4 separate regions of the Mus musculus genome follow, and all the other regions are linked to region 3. The links are chromatin contacts, called in public Hi-C and HiChIP or PLAC-seq maps. All regions are on one chromosome and are shown on one strand. The core of a region is the stretch at or near the end of the contact, and the rest is flanking DNA. Distances in the headings are between cores, read along the strand shown.

Evidence for each region. A called contact is a pair of places that touch in the nucleus more often than the background predicts. HiChIP or PLAC-seq counts read pairs in DNA pulled down with a chosen protein or histone mark.
Region 1: a contact with region 3 is called in a Hi-C map of cerebral cortex, with 5 times the contacts expected there. The contact joins the promoter of Glrb here to the promoter of Pdgfc in region 3. A contact is called at or near these places in 3 of 39 promoter capture datasets (the SN4741 cell line and embryonic stem cells), 13 of 484 Hi-C or Micro-C datasets (cerebral cortex, cortical neurons, embryonic stem cells and 1 more) and 1 of 115 datasets of contacts at active chromatin or transcription factors (pancreatic cancer cells).
Region 2: a contact with region 3 is called in an H3K4me3 HiChIP or PLAC-seq map of bone marrow-derived macrophages, with 5 times the contacts expected there. The contact joins the enhancer-like site here to the promoter of Pdgfc in region 3. A contact is called at or near these places in 6 of 39 promoter capture datasets (the 3T3-L1 cell line, 3T3-L1-derived adipocytes, embryonic stem cells and 1 more), 15 of 484 Hi-C or Micro-C datasets (the C2C12 cell line, CD4 T cells, bone marrow-derived dendritic cells and 9 more), 5 of 115 datasets of contacts at active chromatin or transcription factors (bone marrow-derived dendritic cells, bone marrow-derived macrophages and embryonic stem cells) and 4 of 9 other capture datasets (adipose tissue, bone marrow-derived macrophages, embryonic stem cells and 1 more).
Region 4: a contact with region 3 is called in an HNF4G HiChIP or PLAC-seq map of pancreatic cancer cells. The contact joins the enhancer-like site here to the promoter of Pdgfc in region 3. A contact is called at or near these places in 8 of 39 promoter capture datasets (the 3T3-L1 cell line, 3T3-L1-derived adipocytes, embryonic stem cells and 2 more), 16 of 484 Hi-C or Micro-C datasets (the C2C12 cell line, adipose-derived mesenchymal stem cells, bone marrow-derived macrophages and 9 more), 9 of 115 datasets of contacts at active chromatin or transcription factors (the NIH/3T3 cell line, bone marrow-derived macrophages, embryonic fibroblasts and 4 more) and 5 of 9 other capture datasets (adipose tissue, embryonic stem cells, liver and 2 more).

The regions. Positions count from the first base shown.
Region 1 is chr3:80,912,363-80,915,409 of GRCm38.p6, reverse strand. It overlaps Glrb (glycine receptor, beta subunit), which reads left to right and starts at 1,750. Exons shown (of 10, transcript NM_010298.6): 1 at 1,750-1,893.
Region 2 is chr3:81,122,316-81,125,023 of GRCm38.p6, reverse strand. All of the region lies in intron 1 of Pdgfc (platelet-derived growth factor, C polypeptide), which reads right to left. Among named protein-coding and RNA genes, the nearest start is that of Pdgfc, 87 kb to the right of the region's middle. Within about 2 kb of position 1,348, at least 7 of the 459 cell types and tissues checked have an H3K27ac peak or open chromatin away from gene starts, as enhancers often do. A contact at or near this core is called in bone marrow-derived macrophages, where this site is marked.
Region 3 is chr3:81,034,846-81,037,755 of GRCm38.p6, reverse strand. Pdgfc (platelet-derived growth factor, C polypeptide) reads right to left here and starts at 1,340. Exons shown (of 6, transcript NM_019971.3): 1 at 202-1,340. The coding sequence starts at 319.
Region 4 is chr3:81,162,923-81,165,760 of GRCm38.p6, reverse strand. The region is part of intron 2 of Pdgfc (platelet-derived growth factor, C polypeptide); the gene reads right to left. Among named protein-coding and RNA genes, the nearest start is that of Pdgfc, 130 kb to the right of the region's middle. Within about 2 kb of position 1,455, at least 25 of the 459 cell types and tissues checked have an H3K27ac peak or open chromatin away from gene starts, as enhancers often do. A contact at or near this core is called in the C2C12 cell line, the NIH/3T3 cell line, embryonic fibroblasts and 2 more, where this site is marked.

The sequences.
Region 1 (3,047 bases), core at 501-3,000, 120 kb after region 3:
TGAAATAGAAGCAGTCATTAAAAGTCTTCCAACCAAAAAAAAAAAAAAAAAAAAAAAAAAAAAAAGCTCCGGACCAGATGGGTTTAGTGCAGAATTCTATCAAACCTTCAAAGAAGACCTAATACCAATACTCTTCAAACTATTCCACAAACTAGAAACAGAAGGAACACTTCCCAATTCATTCTATGAAGCCACAGAACTGTTTCTGTCTAATCAGGAACCTGTCACAATTTCCTTACATAGAGGACTTCATAAGAGAATTTTTTTCTACTTCTATTGTGTTTAATGTTTCTAATAGACCTTAAAAACTGTTTGAGTGCGTGTTACTTTTAGCTTCAGAAGATATCATGTATATTTAAGAGGCATTTAACTATTATAAATTATTTTGATGATTTAAAAATGTAAATACTGAATTGTATATTTTAAAATAAATTTTATTAGTTTAATTAATGAAGACAGTTAAAAATAAATAAATATTTAAAAATGTGAAAGAGATACCAAATTGACAAATCCAAAACATAAAAATAAAATAAAATAAAATGTGTGGTCATGTTTTGATATAATTAAAAAAGGCATGCTGTTCTATTTAGTGAAGCTTTAAAACAAGGCAGCTGTGACTTAGCAATGGAAATAAGGATTGCTTCCTAGTTATTGCTGCCCTTGTGACACAGAAAGCTTTGTGGAGCTGAAAGACAGTGTCTGGGTGGAGGGAATGCCCCTCTCTCATGTTTAACAGGCCTATACATGAATTAGTGGAACATCTGCTCTTCTACATACAAGGCTGGACCATGCTCACTTGGGTTCAAATCTGCTAGGCTTCCCTTAAGAGTTATTATCAGGTGGGCATGGAGGCACGGGCATAATAATATTCCAGCAGTAGCTTGAGGAAAGCAGATGGGATTCCGAGATACAGTCTGACCTCAGCAAACAAAACTGCGTTTATTCGACAGAAGCAAGGGGCATCAATTTTCCCACAGAAAGGGAAATTGTATGAAGAGAGGGAATGAACTCCTGTGGGGTCTTAAAGGAATGGGTAGGGTGCTTAAGTTTAAAAGAAGTTGTTTCTTAACTATGGAAATGAAAGCTAGAGTAGTTTAGTACCAAAAGGCAAAAACTAACTGGCACTGCCATGCAAAATCACTGCTAAATCTCTTTTAAGATCTGTAAACTCCAGGTGATTGAATCTCTTAATGGCATGAATTTCAATTTCACCGTCTATAAAATTGAGAAGGATGTACAGTTGTCTAGACACACTGAGGGTCAGTGGCGACACTATGAAGGGACCCTGTTGTGCTCAATGTCAACTGTGCAACCAATGTTAGGAGCAGCATTCCTTGCACTATGTATGCTATACTACTGTAATGATTCTGACCACATGAAGCCTGAGTAGAAAGATCAGACTTCAGAAATTGGAATTATCATTCCGACATTAAGATAGAAGGCAGAAAGAGAAGATGATGAAACCACAGGAATCTCGTCCACTTTGGTTCAGGAAGGCCAACTGCTGTCCCACATCATGTAGTTAGTGCCACAAACCTCCTCTTGAGCCCTGCTCCTTTATTTTAGCTCCTTTTCTAACAGTCTCCCGCTGGGGTCCTGCGATGATGCCCTCCAAAGAGCCCTAAGGTCCCTTCTCCCTCCCTTATCCCCGTCCCCACCACCACCGTGCAGCGTCTCGTCCCTCTCGGTGGCGACCTCCGCCGCCCGCGGTCCCCGCAGTTGTCCGCGGCGCGCCACGGCGCACGCTCAGGGGCGGAGCAGGCGCGTCAAACTCGGCGGCGGCGGCGGTGGCGGCGGTGGCGCGGGCGGCGGCGGGACTCGCTGGTCGCAGCTGCCTCTGCGCCCGCCACCTGCGCCGCCGTCACCTCGGCGGAGGGCTGAGGGGCGCGTGCGGTAAGGCCTGGCGGCGAGCTCCCTGCGGCGCGGGCTTCGGGTCTGCGCACTGCGGCGGGGCCGAGCTGGGGCCCGAGGCGGGCTCGGTGCAAGACGCAGTGTCCGATGCCCGCGGGGGCCGGGGCCGGGGTTTGGGGACCAGAGGCGCCGAGGGCCCTGGGGTGCTGTGGGGAGGCTCACCTGGCCCTGCAGCGGCCGGCCGTTCTGGAAAGCCACAGAGCCTTGCGGACAAGGGTCGCGCGGGAGCCCGGCTGTAGCAGCTAGCATCGCTCCAGGAGGATAAGGGGCTGTGAGCCAAGTGGGGACAGACCTATTGCAGTACTGGGACTCTCATCCCAGAGTGGTAGAGGTGGCTGCGGGTGAAGGACCTAGTGACATGCCCTTTGGGCCTGCTTTGGGGGTGTATAGGATAAATATGGGGTGAACCTGAGAAGAGGGGGCGGGTAAATACAGGACACTGGTGCTCCAGATAACAGAGTGGGATGGGAATTGGGCGTTTAGGTCTCAGTTTGCAGAAAACAATTTTATGATCTGAAAACAAAGCACACAGAAGAGGGTTTTTTTGTTGTTGATGTTTTGTTTTGTTTTTTGTTGTTGTTTGTTTTTAGCTATTCTGCTGTTAGTAAATGCTTGAGGGTTTGCTGTATTGTTTATTGTACTTTGGCAAGGATATTCTCTTCTGGGCATAGGCAGTGATGTTAATTTGTAGGTAGGAACATTATCTGAAGCACACTTCCAGTTTTGTTTCTTTACTATTACTCAGAACTATCTTTTGAAGATGACTGGTACAAGAGTTCCCACACGAATGGGAAAACTAACAAGTCAACTTACTGCATGGCATTTTTAGGGTACAAAGTAGCATGCAAATTTAATGATATTTTACAAGCAGTGAGTTTAGAGTGTTTCATGCCAGTCTTCCTTTACCTTTCTGTTTGTTGCTTTCCTTTGAATTAAGTCCGTTAGTGATTTTTTTTTGAAAAAAAAAAAAAAGCATAGAAATCCATACAACCTACATTTTAAAATTTGACATCAAGTGTTCTAGCTAGAGTGAACCATTTTAACAGTGGGTTAAGTATCCTTACAGGTATGAACCTATTTTGAAATACTCTCCAACTTAATGCCAAATTTTAATTTCATATAATCCCAGATTTGGA
Region 2 (2,708 bases), core at 99-2,598, 87 kb before region 3:
TATTGTTAAATCTTCAGCGATCAGAGGAGTAGCTGAGTGTAGGGGGTACACAAAACATGTATTTAATCAATAGATTCATGTTTACATAATGATTGGTTTACATGTATGTAGTCAGATTTTGCCAGAACATACAACTATATAAATTTTTAATCCTCTTATCTATAAAAAAAATCCAAGATCGGCAATGTATCAGAAGAATCAACTTCACAAAAATCACCATTTTCTTTAGCCATGTTTCTACCCAGTGATCCTTCCCTTCCCTTCTTTCTTTCCTGACCTTTAATAAATCTAACTTTCTTTATGTAATTTAATCAGGATGAGGTTTTCTCTTTCTTCTTTTCCAATCTTATATTGTGTATCCCAATCCAAAGAATCTCTAGAAATTAAGCTCCTGAGTGCTTTGGAATCCACATTAGGTTCCAGTGTTATGAAGCAGCAAGGCCTTGACTTATATGGAAAAAAAAAGCACAAAAAATAGTATCTTATATTTCTAAGAATGTTTCTTTTGAGCCATACAGCATCTCAGAAAGTGTTCTCCTCTAGAAACTTGAAGTATGAGTTATCATCCCTTCTATGCTTCAGTGGCTTGTATATCCCTCCCCTATAAACAACTGATATTATAAACTCACTTCAAGGAGATTGTTAATTCAAGCATTTAATAAATCAAAGGTTCAGTGCCTCAAATGAATGTTCAGCCTCATGAAGTCAGAACAAAAATACCCTAAACATAATGATGCCTTTTTAATACAAAGTTGGTCCTAAAACAAACAGCCTATGGCTGACACTGCCATCCAAAGTTTAAGTAGATTTTAGAAGAATACATTTTCATGAATTAGATTTTTTTTATCTGACCAAAAACCAAAATTTAATGAATGGTTTGAAGAAATTATAAAGGCTAAGTTAAATTGAAAAAAAAAAAAAAGCAACAGCAACAACAATAATAGAACGTATTGAATGCTGAGAGGAACAAAGGTTAAAGTTCAGATGGTGAGAAATCCTGGGGGCAAACAGGACCAGTGCACATGGAGGAGCATCTTTACATACTGGGACTGGAGAGGAAGCAAAGTGAGAAGAAAATGGTACAGGCCTTCAAGTTCATGCTGATAAACTGCCATTGTAGGCACAGCTGTGGCTTCTTTTAGCACCTCTGAAAACAGAGGTTGAACCAACTTACAATGGGAATTGCGTAAGAAATTCCTGGCAAATATTAGCAAGAAAATATTTTCCTGGCAAATACTGCAGATCAAGAAAGTAAAGGATAATGGCTCTAAGCGAAGCATCCATGTATTGTTCTGAGGGTTTGACTGAAGAGAAGAAAAGCTGCAGTTAGAGCTTAAAGTTGAAGCAAATGAGGAAGTGTACTGGTGGACAAGTGACCCTTCCTGAGAGTCCCCGTCTGTTACTACTGTCAGCTGTGTCAAAGCCTGCAGTAATTTTTGCTCAGTATGTAATATTCATATTAATCTTACATATGGAGTATCCTTAAAACACTACTGTGTAAGTGAAACTAGTTAAGGCATGTTTCCAAAAAATACTTTTTGTGTTTAGATTATTTTATTCTGAACTGGTTTTACTGTTTGGTTAAATTTTTGTTATGTGACCAAAAAACTCATCTGTATAGTGCAATGACTGGAAATTTCAAAGAATCTATAAAAAGGTTAATTCATATTTAAAAATAATAATAATAAAAGTTCCCAGAGTGGCTCCTGGGTGAACGCCTGTTTTGGCTCTCTCAGCACTGGGATCCCAGACATGCACGACCACATTCAATGAACATGTCTTACTAAGGAGAAAGTACTCCTCACAATAAACTGCTGGTAAAAATTCAGGCTAGACTTTAAAGTGGTGGTTTTAAAAACAGTATTTCAGACTAAACTGAATCTCTGAGTAATACAAGAGTAACAGGTTACACACAAGGGTTTTTACAAATAAAGTTTAAACTGTCCTTCATGTTTGCATGTAGAAAGACGAGTCTAAATCCTTTCTCCTAGTCTAAGTAATCTTAACTGTTTCTAGTTCCCAAGAATTCAATGACAAGTATTATAGAAATCATAATTAACTATTAAAATATTAATGTTAATATATTAAATATCCTGTATATAAAAAGAACCCTCTTACCAAGAATTCTGGATATATAGAAGTGGTCTAACTCTCATTTGCCACTATGAATAAAGAATGATACTATTGCCTACTCTGAGTCATGAGTTGTAGCTGTTCCCAAATCTTATACTTGTTTATTTTATATGTCACAATATAGTGATATGATGAAATTTATATATGTGTGTACACACACATTTATGCACAGTCATATGTACAAATGTATGCATATGCACACACACACACACACACACACACACACACACACACATCACTAAACTTGAATAGTTTCTCTTGTAATGGAGGAATCAAAACCAAGACTAGATCATCCAATCCAAAAGTCTCATTAAGAATTTGTTGTTTCTAACACATCCCTCAGCAAACACTGCCAATGCATGTCGACTGGGATTCCTTGTTGACTCAAGACTTCAAAGGAGCAGTGAGCCTGATGTGTTGCACAAAGTCTGGGATCCACAGCACACAATGATCTCATCCCATCTGAAAGCCCACAGTACATCTAGCAGACTGACATTGTCCAAGTGAAGCTTCTAGGCCTTCCTGCAGGACTATTGTTTAAGTATTCCACCTTCTTAACAGAATGAAAATAACCT
Region 3 (2,910 bases), core at 91-2,590:
TACTCAGTGAGCTTCGGAAGTTGCAAACTGCCGAAATCTGCCCCCACCCCAGAAAGTGCACGCGGACTCAGGAAACTCCCATCTGCAGCGCCAGAGACCCGACCATCAGCTCCACGACTGGAGGACCCCACATGCCACCGCACAATGCCAACCCGAACGCACAGCGAGACGCGGGAAGGGGGAGGAGGGGGCGATACTCACCGTTCTGTTCCTTGTCGCTGGAGAGCTGCAACTTGCTGCTCAGGTTGGACTCAGCCCGAGTCCCCGTTCTTTGGCCGGCCAGGGCAGATGTCAGCAGGAGGAGGCCGAGGAGGAGCATTTGGCTGACTGGGGCGAGGGCTCACTCGCGGCGGGCACTGGGGAAGCGACGACTCCAAGGCTCAGCCCAGCCGGGGAAAGGCTGCGCTGCGGTGGAAGCGCCTGGCCGGCTCTGGCAGCAGAGAATCGCAGGGTAGTTTCCACATAATCCCATCCAAAAGTTTTTCCTAGAGCCCTCTTCTGTGTCTCCAGTTTTTGAAAAGGATCAAAGCAAAACCTGGACCTGAACCAGTTTCCCAAGGTTTAAACAAATCCTGAGCTGTGCCGAAGTGCGGGGGGTGGGGGTAGGCGAGGGAGGAAAGAAGGGGTGGGGACGCGGGGGAGCGGCGATGAGTCGTGGCGACTCGCAGGGAGCACCTGTCAGTTTGGGGGACAGGACACAGGCGAGGACTCGGGGTCCCGCCAAGCCAGACTGGAAGCCAGGTCGGCAGCGAGGCGAGCACCTTGGGATCAATGACAAAGCTGCTGATCGGGGCGGCAGGCGGCGCCCCACCCCCACCTGGGGGGAGGGGACCGTGCCCTGCGAGTGCCGCGCGGGTCCCGGGCGGGCAGAGAGGCCGCGGGGACGACTCGGGACTGGCCCGGATCCACCGCGGAGCCTCCTCCTTGCTGCAGTCGGTGGCCACCGAAGTTCCCTCGGGTACCGGCGAAGTGCTGCGGGAAGCCGGGAGAGCTTGGGCGGCTCGGAGTCGCGAGCGCTCGGATGCCTGCCCTAAGGCAGGGCAGGACGCAGGGCTGAGGAGAGGTGGCGGCTAAGCACGGGCGGCTAAGGGAAGGCCTGGCTGGCCTGGAGGATCGCTCTTGTCCCCTCCCCGTCTCCACTTTCCCCCAGCGGGCGGCGCGCGGGGCGCGGGGCTGGCGGCCGGGCGGGCGCGGGGGGCGCGGGGGGCGCGGGCGGCCAGCTGGCGGGCCAACAGGTGCTGGCGCAGACAGGGGGCACTGCGGGCCCCGCGGCAGACGGAGCCCACACTGCGGCGAGGAATGCCGCCAGGCGGCCCCCAGCTTCCTTTCCCCTGGGCGCCCCTAACCCCAAATAAGGAGTCTGCGGGCTGTTCAAGGGTGCTGCAAACTCAGAGAAAGAGAGAGGGAAAAAAAAGTAGGAGAGGACAGCCACTCCTTCTCTTCTGGCTCTCCCTGGCTGTAACTTGTCTTTCATTCCTAAGGGGATCCCCACTCCCAAAGCGCTTTGTCAGGACTCGTGGCCAGAGTTCTGCACTGAAGGAGGGAAGTTGAACTCAAGATGCTTCCAGAATGGCTCTGTCTGAAGGAGAATGAATAAATCAAAAGTAAAGATAAAGTCAGAGTTGTAACATGAATTGAAGCCATGCACCACTGTATCCACATGAACCCTGTTTGGAGAGGAACTGGGGTTGGAGGGTACCACTGAGCAGAAGAAAGAGTCCCTGTCCTTTGCAGCTGGGTGCTGCATGATAATGAAATCTAGCTCCTAGAGTGTCTGGGGACATAGTGTGGCAATTTACACATAGGCTGTCCTGGAGCCCCTAATGTTTGAACTGGTTGCCTTTATGCACGAAGTGCTTCGTGCTGAGACTAAAGTTCCTATGGGGTTATCTAGAATGAGAAAAACATGTTAGTAGGGCCTAGGGTGGTTCCATGTGCAATACATGTGTCTCTGATAGGATTCCAATATGCTTTCCTTATCAGAAAATCCTCGTGAAAGCGTTGAAGGCACAGTAGGGTTTGAAATCTAAACAAAAGATGCATCTTTGGATGGAGGGGTAATAAAAAAAGAAAATGAAAATAAGGAAAATAAAAATAACATTAGAGCAAGCAAATGCCTTGGTGTGCAGTCAGACAGATGTATCACCAAGTACTTAGTTGAATCAGTCAGGGCATGCAATCCAACCATAGAACCAAGGTAAACATAATCCTGAAACCGGGCATGACCTGGAGACAGAAATAAAAGATGGGACCAGTCCAAACGATAAAATGTTAATCTTTTCCTTTGTTCTTGGACACCACTGGGGCCTACCAAACAACCCTGTTCTAGCCAGGTCTCTGTCCTCTTCTCTCTTCCTTCAAATGAGTACTTGACAGGTTGTTCATTATAACTCCTGCTTGGCATCCAGGAAGTCCCCGGGACCAAATAAAGAAAGATGCTGTTCTCCTGTGAAATCCTTACAAACCTGTTCCATTCATTCATTCTTATCTGTGGGATTTCCACCTTTACAGTGTTGGATAGAAAGTCTCTTGCTTAGACTTTAAGTGTATGGATGTTAATGGTACAAGCCTTGTTACTTTATTCAAGTTAGCAGTGCATCATCTTCAGTGCCATTCCATTGTGACATACGTGTATTCCAAAAGTGTTCTGTACATTCCTGAATATGCAAAGGAGAGTTCCCAATTTTAATCAAAATGAGACACCAAAAGGCATGCTTTCTCGGTAGATCTGTTTGCAATCCAATCCATTAAGGTCCAGTTTTTGTCATTTACTTAGTTTTCTGATCAAGGTTTTGTAAATGTGCTTTTTTTGCATCTCCACACAGTTGGAGTTCTTGACCACCCACATAGGATACGTGTGCACTCCTACTTAATCCATTTGCACTCCAAAGACTGCAAGGAGTGATGACT
Region 4 (2,838 bases), core at 206-2,705, 130 kb before region 3:
TTTTGTTTACTGGGAAAGGGACTAAGTCGATATGTGGTATTCTGTTCTTGAACCCAATGATTGAATAAGGAGGGGTTAGTCTTTTAATGTTTTCATTTCCAAAGAAAGGAAACAAAACAGACAGCTTTATCTCAAAGGAGCTGGTCTGGTCATCAGGTGACGTGATCAGGGCTGTAAGTCCAGCTAAGGAGATTACTTCATATTTGATGGTGTGAAAAGAGAAATGAGAAACACCAGGCTCAGTGCCCACTTGGATAATTCACCCCCTAGGCAAGATCCCGAGGCAGGGATTATCTGCAATACTTTTATTTTATTTTCTTCTTGGACAATTTGAAATATGCTTTCCTTTTGGCTATTTCTTCTCTGTGTTACCCTTTCAAGGTGCTTTTATAGCAGACTCCACCACAGCCTTTTACAGGTCCACACACTGCAAGGAACCCTAGCAGGTTTAACAGTTTCCCATACATTGCTGCATTCCCCTTTTTTGCTCCAGCTGATTTCTCTCAGAATCCCCCCCCCCCAGAGAAGAGACAAGGTAGTTTTAAAATAAATTTGTGATTATCTTATAACTTCTATTCATATATTTAAAAATTTTTTATCTCCCCACTTTTTCTATGGCCCTAAATTTCCCTTTGGAAATATCCAGAACTAATGATATATTTTACTTCTGAATATATCTTCCTTTCTCTTTCCCTATCTTTCCCCCATCTCTCTCTCTCTCTCTCTCTCTCTCTCTCTCTCTCTCTCTGTGTGTGTGTGTGTGTGTGTGTGTGTGTGTGTGTGTCTGTCTCTCTCTCCAATTTTATCTATCTATCTATCTATCTATCTATCTATCTATCTATCTAATCATTAGTTAGTTAATATGTTAGTTATAAGTATGAATTCCAAAGCCCTTTGCTGTGGGATAGCCTTCCAATCAGTAACACTTCACTGATTTTTATAGAAGCAAATAGAAACTGAACTCTGATGTTTCAGATATGTATCTGAAAAAGCTGTGCTAATTATCATATGCTCAGTTAAAGCTAAGGGACAATAAATGGCTATTTTTAACAACTTATGTACTGTAATTTCAATTGTTAAACTGTTTATATTTTCATTTAACCTAGAGCTTACAATACAGAAGTTGAAACTGAAGTCTTAACGAGATAATATATACTTTGGGGACAATATCTTCATGACTCCTGTTTGATTGGCTGTTTATCATCACGGTGTGAGCATTGAAAGGCTCCACAGGGATAGTCAGAGAACAGAAGGTCTTCATGTTACCCAGAAGTAAGACCTATACAACAGCTCCCTCTTATCCTTCAGACTTCAGTCAGAGAAACTATGAAATTTTGCAGACAGCTTTCCTTCTACTTCAGGGATTTTGGGCAACTGAGTCATTGTGGGCTACTTAAGCCTTTAGTCACTAGGAACCTCAACCTGGGCGAGACAGCACATTTCGCCAGATGGTAAATATGACCACATCTTTTGGTACAGTAATTCCAGCAATGATGGCCCTGTCATAGGTCAAGCACTTTAAGTCACCGGATTTATTACTCAGGGTTTCCAAGCCGCACAACAGTACATTTCACTGGATATACGTAGAAAAATACCCAGTAGTAGCTTTCAAGGATTACACACCAATATTTGAAAGCTATATATGAAGTCCCCTAATGTAGGATTACCTTTCCACTTCAGTTGACACACTTCCACTTCTTCAGACTTTAGCTGAATAGAAGCTCCTGGGGCAAGCACCATCTGGGAGCCCAGAGGCAGAGGCAGTGACGTCTTTGCAGCATGGTCTATGCCACACCCATCACAATTTTGAATTTTATTTTTTCATGAACATTCCTTTGCTATTCAATGGTTTCTGGAGGTCAAAGAAGCTCTGAATAATCTTTGGATCCCTGATACATAGCATGATATTTGGTTGATGCATAGCAGGGTACTTGACTGCTAGCTAAATAAGAGAATGGGTGAGTGTATGTAAAGATAAGGAAACAGAATCATAAACAAATATCAGGAGATGTAGTTGGCAAAAAACACAAATTTACATACTCTCTTCAAATAGAAATAGCTCATATTTTTCTCTTAAATATTTTATTATTTTATTCACTCCAATTCACATTAAATACAAGCTAACAGATTTTTTTTTCATTTGTAACTCCACGTGGCTTTTAAAATGAGGGTACTAGACTTTGTTTGGAGAAATGAATTGGATGCAATATTCTGGAATTAATTTTCATCCTAGTAGCCTTCCATTTCTCATTCACTTACAATCACCATGGTGACCACTGAGCTTTGTGTACATGTCTCCCACTCTGACTTAACACTAGATGTGAAACTTGGTATACTTGAATCTTAGGATCTAGCTTTCTCTATCTTTATGTGTCTCCAAGACAGTACATTATCAAACTGTACTGGACAGACAACTAATTGAGACCATACTTATGCTTACACATCCTACCTAGGTAGTCTTTACTGGACACAGAACTGAGAAGGAAGTGTTAATGACATATTCACAAGTGTCTGAAATCTTGTATTAGTGGCTAATCATTTTCTCGGACTAAGTAATTTGCTTTTGGGGAAGCAACTACAGAGACTGAAGTTAAATGTTTGATATACCTTGACGAATATTAAAATAAGAGATGAAGGACTTATGAAGTATGTGACTAATCTCTAACCTTCTTCATACAGATGCTAGAAAGTGTTACTTCAAATGTTTTTTTATTTAAAATATTTTGTCTATGTCCCCGCCATACATAAGAATCTCACAATCTGAAGTCCTTATCAGCTTACTACAGATGACATCAGTAGACCTTTATATGACCTCTAAAACCAACTTCTCTTGCACAC